3 separate regions of the Mus musculus genome follow, and regions 1 and 3 are each linked to region 2. The links are chromatin contacts, called in public HiChIP or PLAC-seq and promoter capture Hi-C maps. All regions are on one chromosome and are shown on one strand. The core of a region is the stretch at or near the end of the contact, and the rest is flanking DNA. Distances in the headings are between cores, read along the strand shown. Region 1 has its middle 3.3 kb from the start of Gm35400. Region 2 holds the start of Washc1 (WASH complex subunit 1). Region 3 overlaps Vapa (vesicle-associated membrane protein, associated protein A).

The links. Promoter capture Hi-C pulls out the DNA fragments that hold promoters and counts their contacts. HiChIP or PLAC-seq counts read pairs in DNA pulled down with a chosen protein or histone mark.
Region 1: a FOXA1 HiChIP or PLAC-seq map of pancreatic cancer cells shows a contact between it and region 2. The contact joins the enhancer-like site here to the promoter of Washc1 in region 2. A contact is called at or near these places in 4 of 39 promoter capture datasets (the HPC-7 cell line, liver and pre-B cells), 1 of 484 Hi-C or Micro-C datasets (muscle stem cells), 8 of 115 datasets of contacts at active chromatin or transcription factors (astrocytes, bone marrow-derived dendritic cells, bone marrow-derived macrophages and 4 more) and 3 of 9 other capture datasets (adipose tissue, liver and pancreatic islet).
Region 3: a contact with region 2 is called in a promoter capture Hi-C map of liver, with 2.1 times the contacts expected there. The contact joins the enhancer-like site here to the promoter of Washc1 in region 2. A contact is called at or near these places in 16 of 39 promoter capture datasets (the 3T3-L1 cell line, 3T3-L1-derived adipocytes, the C10 cell line and 11 more), 20 of 484 Hi-C or Micro-C datasets (B cells, the G1E-ER4 cell line, cerebellum and 13 more), 12 of 115 datasets of contacts at active chromatin or transcription factors (the NIH/3T3 cell line, bone marrow-derived dendritic cells, bone marrow-derived macrophages and 8 more) and 2 of 9 other capture datasets (adipose tissue and liver).

What each region holds. Positions count from the first base shown.
Region 1 is chr17:65,561,828-65,564,841 of GRCm38.p6, reverse strand. No RefSeq gene overlaps it. Among named protein-coding and RNA genes, the nearest start is that of Gm35400, 3.3 kb to the right of the region's middle. Within about 2 kb of position 1,586, at least 30 of the 459 cell types and tissues checked have an H3K27ac peak or open chromatin away from gene starts, as enhancers often do. A contact at or near this core is called in pancreatic cancer cells, where this site is marked.
Region 2 is chr17:66,109,745-66,112,977 of GRCm38.p6, reverse strand. Washc1 (WASH complex subunit 1) reads right to left here and starts at 1,432. Exons shown (of 11, transcript NM_026833.1): 1 at 1,329-1,432.
Region 3 is chr17:65,593,646-65,596,582 of GRCm38.p6, reverse strand. Vapa (vesicle-associated membrane protein, associated protein A) reads left to right here. Exons shown (of 6, transcript NM_013933.3): 2 at 1,529-1,681. Among named protein-coding and RNA genes, the nearest start is that of Vapa, 18 kb to the left of the region's middle. Within about 2 kb of position 1,677, at least 3 of the 459 cell types and tissues checked have an H3K27ac peak or open chromatin away from gene starts, as enhancers often do. A contact at or near this core is called in liver, where this site is marked.

The DNA.
Region 1 (3,014 bases), core at 337-2,836, 550 kb after region 2:
TACTCATATAAATAAAATAAATTAATAATCTTTGGACAAAAAAGAATAACTAAAAGTAAGTAGTAGTTTTAACAACCTAACAATGCACTATAATAATTGTGTGGATGTGGTACGGGTCCCTCAAAATACCTTGTTCCACTTTTCACCTTTTCCCTTAAAGGGGATTGATTATTTTGTAGCCTTTAAAAGGACATCTAACTTGCCAGCATTGCTATTTGAGCTGTGAGACCATTAGCAAGTAAAGATTACTTGAACATAGGCACTGGGATACTGGGATGTAAGGTTTGATAACTGAAACAGCTACCAAGTGACGTCAGAAGCATATGCTCTGTGGACACATGTAGAGAGAATAACTTGTATATTGTATGGATGCATCACCTGTCAATTAAAAAACCCGTGGCCTATAGGAAAGGGTAGAATAGAAGGTGGAACATCCGGGAGGCAGAGAGAATTCTGGGATGTGAGGAAGCACATGCGTGTTCCCTGCTTTGAGCACCCAAGGCAACTGAGGCACTGGCTGGCAGAACCAGATGCTATGTGTGTGAGGGTAGAGCTTTGTGAAAAGGAGCCAGATAGATCTCCTTCTAGCCAGGCACAGGGTATCACGTGGGAAGAGGAGAGGAGACAGAGGTAGCACAGGTAACCAGCTATATGGCAGAATGTAGACTAGAATAAATGGGGTAACTTATGATCTAGTCAGAGAAAAGGCTAGCAACATGGCCAAGGTATTTTTAAACATATTCCAAGTCTGAGTCTTATTTCTGGGAGGAAGAATGGAGACATAACTTCTACAGACAGGTATTTTGGACATATGCACTGTAGGCACACATTTTACAGAAGGGTGACTCATAGCTTGGGTTGTGTTTACCGCTCTAGAGTTGGTGGAACCTAGGAGAATGGGGTTCATAAACGAGGTGGACTGAAGTCTCCTGCAATAGCCAGCTTTATTCAGAGCACCGGGCAGTTAATCCTCTGAGGGTTAAGAAGAGTCATCTGACTAAACTGTACAGTCACAGCGGCAAGTCACACATGGCAAAAACAAGTTTTTTTTCAAGAGACACATAAACACGTAACAATAGCCAGTTGTAATGAATAAAGTAAACTTACTATATTCCGATGGGCAAACCTGGGAGGGGCTCAAAAGCACAACCCAAGAACAACTCCTTGCTTTTGAAGAAACTGAGGTCACACGACTCTTGTCTTGTTTTCTTGGAGTTTTCTCACAAGCACTCAGAATTCCCCTGGCATGACTTCATTCGTGCACTGTGTTCTGGCAGGGTGGGACAGTGGAGCGTCACCAGACTCCATCCTGCCACTTGGAATGGGGCGTCTATGTCCCATCTGCCTGCCTCCAGACATGGTGCTGTGCACATTTGTGCTGCTAACCTGTTGTCAACTGCAATTGCTGGCTAAGGGGAGAAAAACGCTTGGATAATGTTTTTTTTTTTTTAAAAATAACAGTAAATATTTAAAACACAAATTATTTGTTTCTAGAAATTTCTATTTAGCATTCCCAGAATGTCATTGGCTGTGACTGATGGTTTAGGCAGAAGACATTACTGTAACTATATTTGGTTGTCTGGCCCCCAGAGTCTTGCTAATTTTAGGCAAATGGCATTGCTAAATTTAAAGTATCCCCAGGAGGTAGTGGCATGCCTTCATCCAATGACTCCTTGTTATGTTTTAGGTCAGAGTCAGGTTTGTGGAATTTTCTGTAAGGACAGTAAAGGTTTGGTGCTCAAAGACAACACCAATACCCCGCCCTCCAGGGCGTCTCATTTTTACCTGGTGTTAAACTATGTGAAACTAAAACACACAGTTTTCATTTTTTTCTACTTAAGGCAAAGCCACCCAAACCAACTGTTGTAAAACTTGGTCCTGCCACTAGATGGCACTATGATCCTATTTCTCGAAGCCAAACGAATTCCAGGGCTGCTTAAATTTTTTCCCTTTTGCCTGAGAAATCTCTACAGAAATCTTTACCTCCATAATACCAAGTATTTCCTGATAAGTCATAAGACATTTATGTTAACAATTCTTTGATATATATAATCGTATCATTTACTACAGAGGAAAGCAAATTTGCACATCAGTGGGAGGGGTGTGCTTGTTTATTTTTACAGCATACTCAAGTCTTGGCAGGATATTTGATACTGCAGGGTGTGGGGCATTGTCACACTTTTCAGAATTTATTGGTGTTTTGACTTTATAATCCACCTCGAGTTGCCACTTTATATAAAAGTGTAGTGCAAATGGGAGAACTATGCTTAAGAACTGCAACTTCTGCTCCAATCACAACTAAAATTCATTTGACAACCGTTTAAACATGAAACTCAACACAGCACCTCAGTACACACACACACACACACTCACACACACACACTCACACACACACACACTCACACACACACACACACACTCACACACACACACTCACACACACACACACTCACACACACACACACACTCACACACACACACTCACACACACACACACTCTCACACACACACACTCACACACTCACACACACACTCACACACACACACTCACACACACACACTCTCACACACACACTCACACACACACTCACACACACTCACACACACACTCACACACACACACACACTCACACACACACACTCACACACACTCACACACACACACACTCACACACACACACACTCACACACACACACTCACACACACACACTCACACACACACACTCACACACACACTCACACACACACACACTCACACACACACTCACACACACACACTCACACACACACTCACACACACTCACACACACACACACTCTCACACACACACTCACACACACACTCACACACACACTCACACACACACTCACACACACACTCACACACACACTCACACACACACACACTCACACACAGAGCATCATGGGGCTACTGGAAGTTGGGATGGTGTGGAAGCCCGTTCTCTTCTTCCACTGTGTGGGTTCTGGAGACTGAGCGCATGTTGTTTTGGTAA
Region 2 (3,233 bases), core at 183-2,682:
ATCAGTATGTTTGGTCATTTCATACACAAAAATGCAAACCATTTTAAGATCTGTGTGTGTGTGTGTGTCCCCTAACTGACAGACATCTTGCTTGATACCCTGCCCTGTGTTTACTCAGGGGGTCCTGATGTGAAGAGAAAGACAAGAGATTCTGCCCTGAGCCCCAGCTTCATACAGCATCGTTGCTCATGTTCACAATAAACTCTGGAACTAGGCATCGCTATTGCAAAGACGTTGATGGCTCTCACTGGAAAAGTCTGGAGTGTCACCGTGCAGGACACTCTGAGCACTAACCATCTCCACTGGGACAAGTGTCACTTCCAAAGTGAAGTTCAAGATAGGCCTGTGGACTACTGACATCCTTTCATGGTGTGGGTCATGTTCTGCCCCTCCCCTCTGCACCTTCTGCCCGTTATATACAATAATTCTGCCCTAAGTGCACAACACCTAGTAACCTCAGTGTCCATACTAGTAAGGGGGACTCATCATCTATGCAGGGGGATTTTCTGGTGATTCTGCTGCTCTGGGAACCCCGCATTCTGCAAGTAAACCCAGTAAACTCAGGGGTTCCCCCAAGGAACCCCTTTGATGGACTTGTACTTTGGGTTGTCATTTGGGGCCCTGTAAGGAGTGGGTAGATGCCTGTTTTCGGTCCTGCCCACAAGGGGAATTTTCCAAACCATCTAAAATGGATTGAAGGCCACTCTACTTGTGGGGGGAAATAATAAATAGCTCAGAAGTAAACGTAATTTACTGTAAGTCGTGAGTTTTGTTCTGAGACAAAAATAATTCCTCCCTCCAGCAAATGACTACAGTTCTACCTTGGCCTCCAATCGTTTCTGTTTATTTTTCACTTGTCATGCATGCCATGAATACATAAACATTCCTCTCTTATACATTCTTACACACACACATGCCTGTCAAGTATCTATGTTGACAGAGACCGTGCTTGTTGTTTAGCATAAGTGAAATGTTTCTAAGTGATCGGTGCTTAACCCAGATCACCAACCCCCCCCCCCCATATGTGCGTGTCACCAGTGTAATTCGTAATTTCGAAAGTGCTCAGCACAACCCACCCGCACCGTGCAAGTTGTCCTCCCACGCCCTGCTCCCCCTAATCTTCAGGAAGCCACGGGGCCTCTTCTCTGCAGCCGGAGCTGCAGGGTGTGGGAGGAGCGGCAGGCCGGATCCCTACATCGCCTTCCCGGTCCGTCCGGGCCCGTCCCGCCCGGGAGCCCTCACTCGCCTCCAGCCGGTGGGCGGCAGGGTCGCGGCCTCCTCCCGGTCCTGCGCTCCCAGTCCGCCCCTCGCCCACCCTGCACACTTACCCCAAGGCGGCGTCCTCACGTGAGCGTCCCCGCCCCCCGGTGACCCGCACTCCCAGGTCCTAGCGTCCACCACTGTAAGCTCGGCTCTCCGACTTCCGGCTCTCCGGGCTGCTGGTGGGCGGGGCCTAGACCAGGAAGCCGCCCCACACTCTGTGCTTAACCTTTCCTGTCTGGGAGATTCAGGTCTCTCCTGTTACCGGCTCCAAGAAACCCTCACACTACATATGCACTATATAGGACATCAAGTGGAAGTTCTCCAAACGCCCGCTCTGTTCCAGCCATGCATACTTCAGTGGCTTAATTAATCTTTTAGAAGATCCTACCTTTCCTGTGTTTACCTCTAAAGGTAAAGTCCCTTAGTCTCCAACTTAAAAAAAAAAAAAAAAATCAACGTAGAAGCGATCAGATACGGTATGATTTGACCTGGAGTACACAAGTTCTGCGTAGAAACAAACTGGAATATTGCTTACTAGGAATGAGAAAGCAGTGCTGTAGATGGACAGTCTGTGTGTGTGTGTGTGTGTGTGTGTGTGTGTGTGTTTTGAGAGTGTTGGGGGCAGATGAGTCTCCCCTACTACCGCATCCCTTATTCTAGTTTTCAGACAGCCTTCTTACCGGCAGCAAGCCAAAGCCGTAGGGCCAAAGAAGCCACAGACAGCCCACAGCTGATGAGCTCTTAGTCGGTCAGCAGCCACATAAGAATTGCTGACAGAAATCCACCCCACCCCACGGCCAAAAAACAGCTGGGAGCAGCACTAGGCCTGCAAAGATTGCCATAGCAACCAGGAAATGATTTTAAAGATGTATGTGTACAGGACCTGGAAAAAGAGCTCAGAAGTTAAGAGTACTAACTACTGGCGCAGGGGATCCAAGATAGGTTGCAACACCCACTTTGATCTACTCAGTCACCTGTAACTCCAGCTTCAGCATGATCCAGTGCTCCCTTCTGTCTTCTTTGGATACCCTTACACACACACACACACACACACACACACACACACCACATACAGGAAGACACAGTGGGCATGTCCAGGATCCTACATATTGCCAGGTTATGCAGGGTCTCTGTCAGTTAGTGTTGTGGCCATCTAATGTTGAAAGCAATGTGCCGTGGGGAAGTTGTGAGCTATGTGCTTGTGGGGGAGGGAGGGGCTCCCTCTTTGGCAGCTGGGGAGTCTTCTGGAAGGCAGAAAGCTCTTGCAAGCAGGGTTGGTAACAATGTGATAGGGAATAATCATACAAAGTTGTCCTGTCCTCTCGTGGGGTCTGGGGCAGTCCTCCTGCATCAGTCTTTACCATCTGAGGTCAGAGAGATGATGAAGGACTGGGTGGGTGCACAGCCTTCAGTGCCCTCACCCGGAGCCAATGCTGTTGTTGTGCCCGGCACACCTTCATCCCACTGTGGGAATGGGTTGGTTTAGGATCTCAACGATCGACAAGCTAGCCTCCCTAATGATGGTGAAATGTTTCCCTAATGGTGGTGACATGCTTCCCCAATGGTGGTGACATTCTCCTTTGCTTTCCTCCGGCTCCATGTTCAAAAGGTTTAAAGTTTGGTTGTTTTTTTTTTTTGAAACAATCATACTATATAGCCCTGGCTGTCCTGGAACTGGCTAAGTAGACCAGGCTAGCCTCAAGCTCACAGAACTCCACTGGCCTCTCTTCCCCAAGTCCTGGGATTTTAAAAGTTTGTACCTCCACACCGAGCTATATTTAGGTTTTTAAATTAATAGTCTGGTAACACACGTGCACGTGCACACGCCAAGACGTTTTGGCGTTTTTCTGGGAGATGTGTGTTCCCAGGCTGTTGTTCCCTAGCCAGAAAGTCATGGAGACTAGTTTATACGGGTGTCAAAACTGGGTACGGCTGTTGTTACTTTGGGTACCATTACAGCAGTTTCGATG
Region 3 (2,937 bases), core at 428-2,927, 520 kb after region 2:
TTTATGGGCACTGACACCATCTATTGATCAGAAACCAACAATTGGGTAGCAGCAAAGAGTATAAGATCGCCTACAGAAGAAAGGAGTGGCATAAAATGAAACAGGCACTCCAAGTAAAAGCTTATTTCTCAAGGCTTGAACTAAGTTTTAAATTTTCCCACTTTTGTGAAATTGTTTTTTTTCTCATGTTAGGCATTAGGCACATTTAGTCTGTCTTTAAAAAGTCTTTGTCTCAGACAGTTTACCAACACTCAAAGTTTATTGTACATGGTTGGTGAATTTTCTAAATCTAGATTTCAAAGTATGACTGTTGCAAAGTTTTAAAAAACATAGTCTTTGTTTATGACTCAAACAGGTTAGAAGGTGACTCTGGTTCAGGGAGCTTGCAGCCAAGCTTGAAAATAGTTCAATCCCTTGAACCCACATGGTAGGAAAGCATTGATCCTGATGATGCTGTGCATGTAGACATACAGTCTAAGTGACAAATAAGGGAATGAAAAAGGCTAGATAAAAATAGGAAGGCTTTTATAATGTCTTTTCCTTCAGGCTTCTTGACTTTTCCCTCCCTTTTTGGTGCTGGTGGTTGAATGTGGGACTGTAGCCATGCTCCAGTAGTCTTCTTAGTGCTCTAGTTAAGATCATCAATATCACTCCTTTGACAAATAAAAAGCAAAAGCATAAAATAGATGTTTAAAAGGCCATTTAAAACCATTAAACAAGAAAACCATTACAAGACCATTAAAACAATTAAAATGCCTTCAAAATCAACAAGAAATTCTTGCTGTGAAACTTAGACTGTATAATCTGTTTTGGCTTTTCAGATGAAACCAAATAAGTTTATCTTCACATCTCACAGCCCGTTTTAAAAACAAAACAAAAAACTGAGGATATACTGGTTAAGTAGAGCTGGGTCAGCTTTTTGAATTCGTTTTGTTGAGTACAGAATTAAAGCTTTAAGACAAGACTTCGTATTTAGATAGAGCATATGACATACCACTCATAAGTACTTAATACACGTGCATGAATGAATTGAGACAAGTGAGTACTGTCAGGTTTTAGTTTTGTAGTTGGCCTGTGAACGTAAAGATTAGCACTGGTGAAGACCACTGGGGGACTTGTGTCAGTCATGTGATGTGTTATGAACATGCTATATGAGTACAGTTTGGCTGACAAGATGGCTCATTGGATGGAGATCCTTGTTGCTAAGCCTGAGGACTGGAGTTGGATTTTTGGACCCCACATAACGAAAGGAGGGCACCAGTTGTAAAAAGTTGTCTTCTGATCTCCACATACGTACTGTGACATGTACATGTTCATATGTGCAACACAAACATGATAAATGTAACCAAAATTAAAGAACAAAAATCATAGTTATTTTATGGATGAAATCATCAAAAGTTGAAAAAAAAGAGAGACAATTTTTGTTTTCTTTAGAAAAGTGGGATTGAGATTATATTAACTTAATCTTGAATTATGCTTTTGTTGTGACTCCAGTTAATCTTTTCTCTGTCTGCCCCTTACCTTTCAGGCCCCTTCACAGATGTAGTCACTACAAATCTTAAATTGCAAAATCCATCGGATAGAAAAGTGTGTTTCAAAGTGAAGACTACAGCACCTCGCCGGTACTGTGTGCGGCCCAACAGTGGGATTATTGACCCGGGGTCAATTGTGACTGTTTCAGGTAGTACTCCATGTCCTAGACCTTTGTAGGTTTGAATATTGACATTTCATGACTGTTGCATTTGATGTTTAGTGTTTTTATCTGTTTATTATTTGGCTTCAGTGTTTGTGTAAAGATGTTCCTTGGGTATCTTACCGTACAGACATTTTATTGAACCTTTCCTCCTCGAGACTTACGTGGGAGTGTATGATTGCCTAGGGTCAATTTGAAATGTTATCTATTCTGTATTTCCACAGCTTTCCACTGTAGCTTGTGTTCTTATTTATCTTTGAAATGGCACTGTTTTGTGATTAAATCATGTTCTGTGCATCTACAGAAGCGTTTGAGTCTTAAAAAAAAAATGCCTGTTTTGGGCCTACTTTTAAAATCAGATGAGTTTTTATTCCTTTCAGTGTAAATGACAACAGTGTCTTGTTCCTTGTTTATTGCTTACAGTAGTTCCTTCCATACACATCACGTATTCCTGCTGTGAGATCTACTGTGCTATCCAAATGTTCCTTTCTTAGACAGCCTTTCCAAGGAGACAGTACTTTGTAACACGTGCCATAGGTGGCAGGTCTGACAGCATGTGTGGCTCCATGAGACTTTAACTTGTGGGAAAACCTCTCTGTGCTCACACAGACTTACTCCTTTTTTTTTTTTTTTAAAAAAAAACAAAACAAAAAAAACAATAGCTTTCAACTCCTGCATTTGTTAATTACAAAAGGCTCAGGAAAAATGGATTATGTCATTACAGATCATGGAGTTAGAAATGTGTGTATTAAAATTCTTGGTGACCTGATAACTTAGGTGATCCCTAAATTTTAAGATAACTACAGCTTTTATTTTCAAGTTTATAGAATATTAAAATAGTAAGTTATTTAAGGCTCAGTGAGACTGTTTAGAAGTAGAACCTGACTGTAAATGTATCCAATATACATTAGTAATTACTGATTTGTTTATCACCTCATCTTGGATTTACGTAACATAAATTGAACTGGAGCCTTAAAACTTGGTACAGGCAACTCAGGTCTGGAGACGTAAAAGTGAATGCTATTGGGATCTGGGAATAAAGTCTAAAGACCAATCAGTTATCCTTTGTTTTCTTAAAATTAGATTTAAACAAATGAACACATTCTGAGTAATTGTTTAAAATCCAGTTTAAAAATAAGTTATATTAAAAGTGTCTAAGTTATCTAAATTAAAATCAACACAAAATGAATTTAATAATAATTGAAAGTTAAAAGGCTGCTTGTGCCTCTTGAGGATAATTTAAG